Linked DNA regions of Mus musculus: region 1 is linked to region 2. A link is a contact called in public Hi-C data. All regions are on one chromosome and are shown on one strand. Each heading gives the region's core, a stretch centred on a gene start, on an enhancer-like site or on the middle of the called end of the contact. The rest is flanking DNA. Distances are from core to core; before and after follow the strand shown.

What was found. A called contact is a pair of places that touch in the nucleus more often than the background predicts.
Region 1: a contact with region 2 is called in a Hi-C map of cerebral cortex, with 2.1 times the contacts expected there. The contact joins the enhancer-like site here to the promoter of Rapgef4 in region 2. A contact is called at or near these places in 1 of 39 promoter capture datasets (hippocampal neurons), 19 of 484 Hi-C or Micro-C datasets (the C2C12 cell line, cerebellar granule neurons, cerebellum and 8 more), 5 of 115 datasets of contacts at active chromatin or transcription factors (embryonic stem cells and neural progenitor cells) and 1 of 9 other capture datasets (pancreatic islet).

The regions. Positions count from the first base shown.
Region 1 is chr2:72,013,230-72,017,999 of GRCm38.p6, forward strand. All of the region lies in intron 1 of Rapgef4 (Rap guanine nucleotide exchange factor (GEF) 4), which reads left to right. It overlaps Gm52555 (a long non-coding RNA gene), which reads right to left. Exons shown (of 3, transcript XR_003954040.1): 3 at 2,000-3,106. Among named protein-coding and RNA genes, the nearest start is that of Gm52555, 5.3 kb to the right of the region's middle. Within about 2 kb of position 3,017, at least 17 of the 459 cell types and tissues checked have an H3K27ac peak or open chromatin away from gene starts, as enhancers often do. A contact at or near this core is called in cerebellar granule neurons, cerebellum, cerebral cortex and 1 more, where this site is marked.
Region 2 is chr2:71,979,564-71,984,110 of GRCm38.p6, forward strand. It overlaps Rapgef4 (Rap guanine nucleotide exchange factor (GEF) 4), which reads left to right and starts at 1,652. Exons shown (of 31, transcript NM_001204165.1): 1 at 1,652-1,788. The coding sequence starts at 1,724.

The DNA of each region.
Region 1 (4,770 bases), core at 1,767-4,266, 35 kb after region 2:
TCTTAAAAATTATTTTATTTATTTACATTCCAGCCGTTGCCCTCCTCCTAGTTCCCTTTCCCACAGTTCCTCATCCAATTCCTCTTACTCTTGCGTCCCCACCAGGCCTCCCCCTTCTCTAAGGCCTCAGGTCCCTCAAGGATTAGGTACATTTCCCACTGGGGCCAGACTAGGCAGTCCTCTGCTACATGTGTACCTGCCTCAGACCAGCCTGTGTATGCTGCCTGGTTGGTGGCTTGGTCTCTGGGTGTTCCCTGGGGTCCAGGTTAGTTGAGACTGCTGGTCTTCCTATGGGGTTGCCCTCCCCTTCAGCTTCTTCAATCCTTCCCCTAATTCGACCGTAGGAGTTCCCAACTTCAGTCCAATGGTTGGGTGTAAGTGTCTGGTGTCTGTCTCAGTCGGCTGCTGGTAGGGCCTGTCAGAGGACAGCCGTGCTAGGCTCCTGTTGTCAGCAGTTCTTTTAGACAGGAACAGTTCTGGGTCAGAAATTTTGACTGTGGGTTAGTAACCCCGTCCCTCCACTTGAGACCCTGTTTATCTACTGGAGGAGGACTCTTTGAGTTCCCTCTCCCATTGTTGGGCCTTTTGGCTAAGGTCACACCAATTGAGTCATGAGTCTCTCACCTCCAGGGTCTCTGGTCCTTTCTAGAGGGTCCCCTCATCTCCCATCCTTGAGGCTGCATATTTCCATTTTTTCTCTTGGTCCTCTGGGCTTCTCTCCTGGCCCCTGGCCCAACCCCATACCTGATCCCATTCTCGTTTTCCCCTCCCATGACCCACCCAAGTCCTTCCCTCCCTCCTTCCCTTTGCCTCCTGTGATTACTTTCTTCCCTCTTCTAAGCGGGATTTAAACATCCTGTCTTAGGCCTTTCTGTTTGTTATACTTCCTACAGTCTACAGGTTGTATCCTAGGTATTCTGTACTTGTTGGCTAATATTCACTTATCAGTGAGTACATACCATGCATGTCCTTTTGGGTCTGGATTACCTCACTCAGGACATTTTCTAGTTCCATCCATTTGCCTGCAAAATTCATGACTTTCTCATTTTTAATCACTGAATAGCATTTCCATTGTGTTATTATAGTCTTTTAATGTTGTTTCCCAATTTTTTCAAACACAAGTTGAATCCAAGTCATAATTATAGTATGCTGTAGTAAATTAAAATTACACATTTATAGATTTTTAATGGTCAACTCTTTTTGTTATAAGTTTTAAATTAACTTCTTGTTATAGGCTTTATATATCTTTAACCATACCTAATAAATTTATAAATCTTGAGACAAAACTTATATTTTAGCAAAAGTCTTAGAAGATCAAGTAAAATCAATGGTCTGTTTTATTTTGTTTTGTTTTGTGAGCGTACTCTCTCTCTTCTTGTCACAAAATCAGGTGACTCACCTGTCATTAAGGTGATTAAGGTGAGTCAAACTTCTCCATGCTTGGGTCTAGAGGAGAAGCCATAACCCAACTCCCGAACCAGCTTTTCAATAAAGTTGAGTAGCATAAAACAGTATTTCAATATAATCCATATCAAAAAATTGAATCCAGTGACTATAGGGAGTAAACTGAGAACAGAGAAGGCTCAGAGGTAGAAATTCCAAGTTCTGGTTATTAAAGCAGCCATAGCAATCCATAAAAGTTGCTACGGTGCTGGTCTGGTGTTTCCTGCCAGGTCTATTCCTTCCCACTTTTGCAGACACCCCCACCCCAATTCTAAGTGCTTTCTGCTGCTCATCTTCCTGAGTGCCACAGCCAACACCTAGTAGCAGACTCAGGAAGAGAAAACAATGTTGCATGGAAGTTTTCAGGTGGCTGGGGCAGCAGATTTAAAGAGACAGACACAAGAGGGGGAAAGGAAAGAAGGAAATAAAGAAGGAAAAAGAAAAAGAATCCAGCAATCAAAGAACATGGAGTCAGAAAAAAAAATGAAGCTAGTTAGTATAGAACACAGAATGTTCACATGGTCCAAAGAGACCATCAAAAAAAAAAAAAAAAAAAAAAAAAAACATGAAGTGGGCATCTCCATTCACACATTTAACCAGGCTTGACTGATTTCCATCTCGGCTCTCAGTATCCAAGAACCAAGTGGGCAGAATGACTTCTTGCTAGAACCCTGAGCAGATGACAAACAAAACATAGAACAAAACATAGGGGAACCAAGAACCAGGTGCCGAAACCCAGGTGGCAATGCAAAGTCTTGCTAGTGCCCCGAGGAGTTCGAGTACCTTGTCGGGTACCTCTCTGTCCCCCAGGCACGACCCTGCCAGAAACAGTCATAGAAGGAGACACCTTCTAGCGGCTACCTTGGAGACCTCCTCAGATACGTGCTTGCTGGTTTCTTTTTAGTGTGGCATTTGGCTCTAACAATCTGCCAAACTGAAAATCCACCTTTGGAGTCTTGGAACATCTTCAAAGTGTGCACTCTCGGAGGCAATATTCCAGTCCCAGAAGCCCAGAGTGAAGGGCTTCAGAACTTGGGTTGAGGTCTTGATAGCCCTGCAATTGTTAACCCCACTGAATGAGAGTAAAGACCATTACTCAAATCCGTTTAGTCTAATTAAGCAAGCTTAGTTTCTGTAAGACAGGGCTACTTCCCTAAAGCAGTGTTTGAGAAAACAGCATCAAACACGGGATAAAGTGGAGTTTAGATTAGCTTTAAAACTGCAAGGCTAGGATGTTTTCAAGGGTGTTTTGTTTACATGGGAACTTGGCAGAACATCTCAAAATTATTTGGCAAAACATCTTATTAGGGTGGAGGTCAGAATATAGGGTGTGGGACATGTCAAATTCCATAAAATAGGTTAAGACAAAACCCAAGTTTTATACAAAACAGGAATGAGCTCGTTTTGAGCTTGTAACAAGATGACTTATCTTAGGATAAAGTCAGCCTGGGCCAGCAGGTTCCCAGTGTTGCTGTGAGGCATTACCGCGGCAGCAAGGAGCCTTGGCTCACTCCTGTGTGTGCACAGCAGGCAGATCACAGGCAACAGAGGTAGGCGCAGAGCTAGGTTCGGCTCTGAGGCAGTTGTCTGAGTCATCACCACCCTAGCAGCTCTAGACAGCAACAGAAGGAGAGATGGAGACAACCAGGCTTGCCCAGGGTTCCTGGATAAAATGAAGACAACTGATTAACTGGAATTTCAGATCAGTGGGAAATTAAAAGTATAAATGCATCCCTTTTATTGAAAGGATATACTTGTGTTAAAATTACTATTCATCTGAAATTTAAAATTTGGAGGGTATCTGGCAACTTTTAGTTAAAAGAAAAAAAAAAACCTCTCCACATAAGGATACTGCTTTGGGATGGAGGTTCATTCTTGGAAATTTTAATTTTTCAATATCGTGGACTTGCAAGAGACTGGGCGAAGCACCTGCAGGTAAAGGTGCTCACCATGCATCACCAAGTCTCTAGCGAGTCCATCTTTTAAAAAATTGCTTTTTAAGAATATTTACTTTAAGTTTTCTAACCCCAAATGGTCACCCCTAAACACATGTTCATGCAAATAATACTAAATGGACTCAGTAGGTTTTGTGTGTGTGTATGTGTGTGTGTAAAAATAATAGGAAAATAGCAAAGAGGTCACGACTTTGAGTGGGAAGTGGGGGAAATGGTGGAAGGAGACAGAAGGAATGGTAGTAACAATATAAATACAGAACTCGTGCTTGAAATTCTCAAAACATTAAATTAAAAACACTGCAGGAATCAGTTCTGTCCTTTTGCTATGTGGCTCCCAGATTGATGCAGGTGGTCAGGCTTGGTGCCTTCACTCACTGAACTATGCTTAGCCTGAATAAGATATTCAGTTAAGGGATAATGTAATGATGACTAACTGCAATAATCTGACTCCCTTCTATGAAGGTGGGACTAATGAAACGTGGGGTTAATTCTGGTGGTGTCTGTGGCAGTATGCATGACTCTTGTGTGTGTTGGCTGACCAAGGGAGGAGGCCCAGTAGCCAATACTGATCAGTACTCCAGGGCTGTCCTAGCTGGTGCTACTCTTTTGCCCAGCTTAGATGTAAGATAAATATGGACCAATAGTTGTTTGAAACAGTCCCCATTTGACTAGGGAAAGTCACATACCTCTGACTGACCCTGAATAGAACTATGATAGCAGTAGGTGCCAAGTGGATGGGGCTCCAGTTTGGGTTGTTTCCAGTGCCTGTGGGGTTTCCAGGAAATTCTTCTACACCTCAGATCAGTTTCGGCATATGAAGAAGGATAATAAGCACCTCATAGGACTAGTGTGAGGATCTGATGGCTAACAATCAACATTCATTCGGCTGTTAAACTGAATGAATGTTGACATCTTAGGACATAAATTGCCCCTTTGGGTCTTGAGAAGGCATAGGAAGCTATTGTATTCTCTAGGCCAGAACTTCTAGGATTTCCTTGTTATAGCCAAGGGTCTGGTTTCTAGAGCCTCTGGGGTCACCTGATTCATCAGGTAACAGCAGGGCATGCTTCAGTTAACTCCGCCATGGCATGCAAATGTAATTTTCCATGAGCCTGACATCACTTAAGAAAAGTTGGGACATACCTAGGTGACTTATGCCCAGAAATTGGTGACCCATAGTTGTGAAGGTTGAGATATCTAAGACACAAGGCCAGCATGTTTATCGTCTGATGAGGGTTTGTTTTCTGTTTTGTAGATGGTCTCTTCTTGTTGTGTCCTTTCACAGTGAAAAGGGCAGGCAAACTCTTTCAGCTATCTTTGACAAGGACACATCTTAATGCATGATGGTGGAGGCTTCATGACTTGATCACCA
Region 2 (4,547 bases), core at 402-2,901:
TTGGAGACCTTATCCATGACAAGCAGCCCCTAAGTGTCCTCCTTTGCTAGTTAATAGTCTCCCTCAAAATAGAATTTGCACTATTTTGTTCCATTTTTCTTTAGTGTCCCTTGTGGAGTCTTCTCGTCCCTCTGTCCCTGCCTCTCAGACTGACCCCCAGACTAAATGAGAATGATGACAGGTGATATATTGTCTTTTATTCCTCTGGCTCCTCACCTCTAAGTATTCTCTGAGGCATTTGGAGCAAGCGTTCAGTAACCTTGAAATGTCCCAATAGCTCAGATACCTTTATAAACAAAAAATATTTAGAAGACATGTCTCCTTCACACCATATAAGATGACACCTTTGGAAGTCTTTATGTGGTATAATATGTTAAGAGATATTTATGGTAAATAATAGAGATTAACGGAATGAAACTCAGCTGAGGGACAAGCCCAGAACAGGGAGTTTCTGCTGAAAACACTTGGTTGTGGGTCTGAAACCAGATCCTGTCTATTGAACATGGGGAAATGGAAAATTTTTCTGGAGAGATTTAAGGTCAAGGTTGTTGTAAGAGAATCAAAGCATCCCAGAAGGCACAGGCTGTTTCCTGCTCCCCAGTCTCCCTGCATCGGCCCTAAATGGGCGGTGTGTGTAGGGACAGTAGCAAATGATCGAGGATAAAGCCCTGTTCCGTTCCACCCATGCCTATTCCTAAGTGTATGTCACAAATATCGAAACAGCGCTTGATAGGAGTCCAACAGATTTAACTTGTCCCCAAATTCCTGAACAACGGTCCATGTAAATTTATTTCTTTTTATTTTTTTATTTTTTGGCAGGGTATAACTGAACGACTTCTAGGCATAACACTTACAGTGAACACCTACAGGAAGACAGGCAGCTGTGGCCACCCTCCGCACTGAACCTGGGAAGAGGAAGGCTGTGGGAGAGTAGAGGCTAACCACCCAAGTTCATGGAGTGCCCAGGAACTTGGCTTCCAGGCCTGAAACCTTAGTTCTGCATGGGTCTCAGGGATATCCCATTCTTAATTGCTTCTTTTTGTCGTGGTTGGGACATGGAGTCCAAGTAAGTCTGAGGTTCAAGGCCAGTGACTTCAGTTTGCACCCCCTTTTAATCCTCTGGTCTCCTGGGTCCTTTGCTTCAGACTGTCTCTGTTTTTCCCAGCCCCCAACGCCCCTCAACCTTCCGAATCATTTATCCTTTGGGGTCCACATCAAGAGACCATGATGTCCCCCACCCCCACCTCATCGCAAGCCTTCCCAGCCCTGCCCTCTCTCATCCCAATTTAAACAGCAGACTGTAAAGGTGAGCTGGGATCAGCTAGCAAGTTTTGACAGCCACCGAGGAGGACTAATGGGTTTCTAAGGAAACGGAGAGGCAGCAGCCATTTTAGTGGCATTTGCTGTACGAAAAATATATAGAGTCTGACATCCCCTCCCCACGCGCAACCGGGTGGCATCGCAGCAGAACTCCCCCTTCTTCCCTCCCCCGAGGTGAGGGTAGACGCGGGCCTGGCGGAGCGGGGCACCTGCCGCAGGTGTCGTGGGGTCGCCGCTCCTGGCGGGCGGGCGGGGCGGCTGGGCTCCCACGCGGGCGCCGCAGTGCAGCGCGGGCCTCGCGCCTGGCCCGCCCCTCGGTCCCCGCCCCGCAGGCCGCGGGAGCCCGCCGGGAGGCGCGCGGGAGGTGGCCGCGGCCCGGGGCCACCGCGCGCTGCTGCCCAACATGGTCGCTGCGCACGCTGCACACTCTCAGTCCTCGGCCGAGTGGATCGCCTGCCTGGATAAAAGGTACGTGGGGTGGGGTGCGGGATCTGGGTCGCGGGGGTCCACTCGTGGGGTGCCACCTGCGGGAGAGCATTCCACGTGCCGGGAACAGAATGCGGCGCCGTGGGGGACAAGGTGCCAGCCTGCCCTGGTCCCCTTCCGCCCCGCTGCGACTCCACGCTCCATTCATGGGTGGGTGGGTGGGTGGTTTCCAATGGGCACTAAGACCAGGGAGGGTACATACATGCGAGCTTCAGGCTGTCCAGACCCTCAGGGAGAATGTCATTTAAGTTTCCAGGAGGGGCGGGGAGAAGGGGGGTATTCATGCAGGTGCAGTCACCTTTTTTGTTTCCGGAAAACCAAGTGTTAGGGACTCAGTGGAGCTGTCAAGTCCCTTGCTGAAATCCACAGCCCTCTTCCCGCGGGCGCTCTCTCAAGGTCTGTGTTAGGAAGGTCACCGGAGGCGTCTTAATCTTCTGCAGAAAAGACCCTCACTCTAAAGAGAAATTTAAACCGCAGAGAGTGCTGGCTCTCGCCAGCCTCTGATGAAGGTGCCGTGGGTGACAACACACTGCAGTTGTTTCTAGGCTCTGTCGGTGGAATTTTCTGTTTGTCCAGATTGCAAATTTAACAGTAAACATTACACAGTATGTTAGCAATTATAGTTTATTACCCTAAGGAGAAAGGTGATGCATCTGAACTTTGAAAGAAACAAGCAAACGCCTTGCAGCGTGACCAGCCTCTGAGTCCCAGAGTTTGGTGCCAAAGGCCAGTGATTCACATCCTTCAGCAATCTGCATGATATCCGAATTGCATTTGTGGGAATTATTTTGTGCTCTGCCATATTGAAAATTTTTCAATGAACAGATTTGTGACCGGATCAAACTTGAGGATCTGAAGAGTGGCCGGCTGTGCCTGTTCCACTATTGTAGGCCTTTGATGGAAAGATATTAACTAACTGAAAAGAGCTAAATGAACTCATTTGAATAACTTAATGTGATAAACATTCTCGATTTTTAGTTACTACACAGTAGCAAGAATATTTTTGGCAGGCATTGCCCCATTTCTGACTAAAATGGTATGTTCTAATATTAGAGAAATTATATGCAGTAAACAGTAAGACAATTGAAGAGATGGTTAAGTCATACAGAATTCTGTGGAGGAATTAAAGGCACATTTAAGCCAAGAGCTTGCTAATGTGATCAGTAATCTAAATTTAATACTTTAGGAAAAGTGAATTATAAAACAAGAGATAATCAGGCGCTTGCACTTAACCTATAAATAGTGCTTCCCGTGAGTGATAATTTTGGGTAGTAAGCAACATACTTCTCTTTGCAGAGCTGCATAGCAAACAGTCAGTAATCCATTGGAGATCCTTTCGTCAGTGAATACTTAGGGCGAAGTCATGGGGCAGCGGCGGTGTGAGCGGAGTGGCCAGGACGTCTATCCCTGTGCTTCTGCTTGTAAGATTGTATTCGGCATGGATTTCTAGAACATGGCACCACAGTTTAATGCCACTATTCATAGTGGGCAAAAAAACCTCAAAAATGAAACAAAACCAAAAAACCCCACAAAAACACACACAAAACAAACAAAACCCAAAACAAACAAACAAACAAAACACTACAAAAAGGCCCTCCTTTTCTTGAGCCTCAAGTTCCTGACCTGCAGGCGAGTGGACAGATCGATAAGCTGCGGATGTTTAGGCTCAGAGCCCCCACCCGCTCTGAGCTTGTACCTCATCTCTTTTACTTCCTGAGTTTGAAAACTGAGTGTCCTTGGCTCACCCCCAGCAGAAGGGAGGAAAAAGCTTCCTAGTGCTTTGGAAGCTAGGAAGTACCCTGTATATGTTTTATTTCCACAGTGTGAAGACCTTCTTGTCTATTCTGTGGCCTCGATCCCAGAATTCCTCAGAAGAGCCATTTAGGAGGGGCTGTTTCATGGCAAGCCAGTAGGAGAGGCCGATTTTGAAGTTGCGATTTTGAATGTAGTCTGTTAAATTTTTAAAAGAGAGAATGAAGGCTGGGAGTGAGGATGAGAACTGTCTGGGGGAACTCCCAGTGCTGCCTTCTGTTCCCGGCTCTGTGGTGGGCATCGGGGTGTAACAAATGAGAGCTGCTTCTGGGCTGGGAGGGGCTGAGGGTGTGGTGGTGGGGTAGCTAGGTAACTGTGACTGCAGTCCAGTGATAAATGCTTCAATGAGGATGTGTAAAGTGCTTTGGAAATGCAGACTCAGGCCTGGGCGTAAGAGGCTGAGAGTTATTCTATCAAAGATAGAGAATAGGTCAGGCCAGGCAGAGGAGCAGCTTAGGCAAAGGCACACAGATACAGCCAGAGACTTGCCTATCCTCCGCACCTCGAATTTTTTTGTGACCAAATCTAGACTATAAGAAGGGACGCTTTATTTTCTAAGTCTTTTTACATGGACATTTCCAAGTGTGTACAAGAAAGGACCAATACAGTGAAGTGGTGCTTGGGACTATGATGCTGGGACCATATAGTAAGGTTAGCTGAGGAAGGTCCTTCCAACGTATGTATGAGCCCAGTGACCAGGAGTCTGAACAAAGAAGAGCACAGAGATTGGAAATAGAAGAGAGAACCATGGACCTAGCACAGCAGGTAGAATGTCTGCCGTACGGACACCTGAGTTGCCAGCATCTAGGCAGAAAGCCTGGCATTGTAGCAAACATCTGCACACCCAGCAGTGGGGGAGCATAGACAGGAGCTCATTGGCTAGCCAGTCTAGCCAAGTTGATAAGCTCCACATTCAACATCGTACCCTG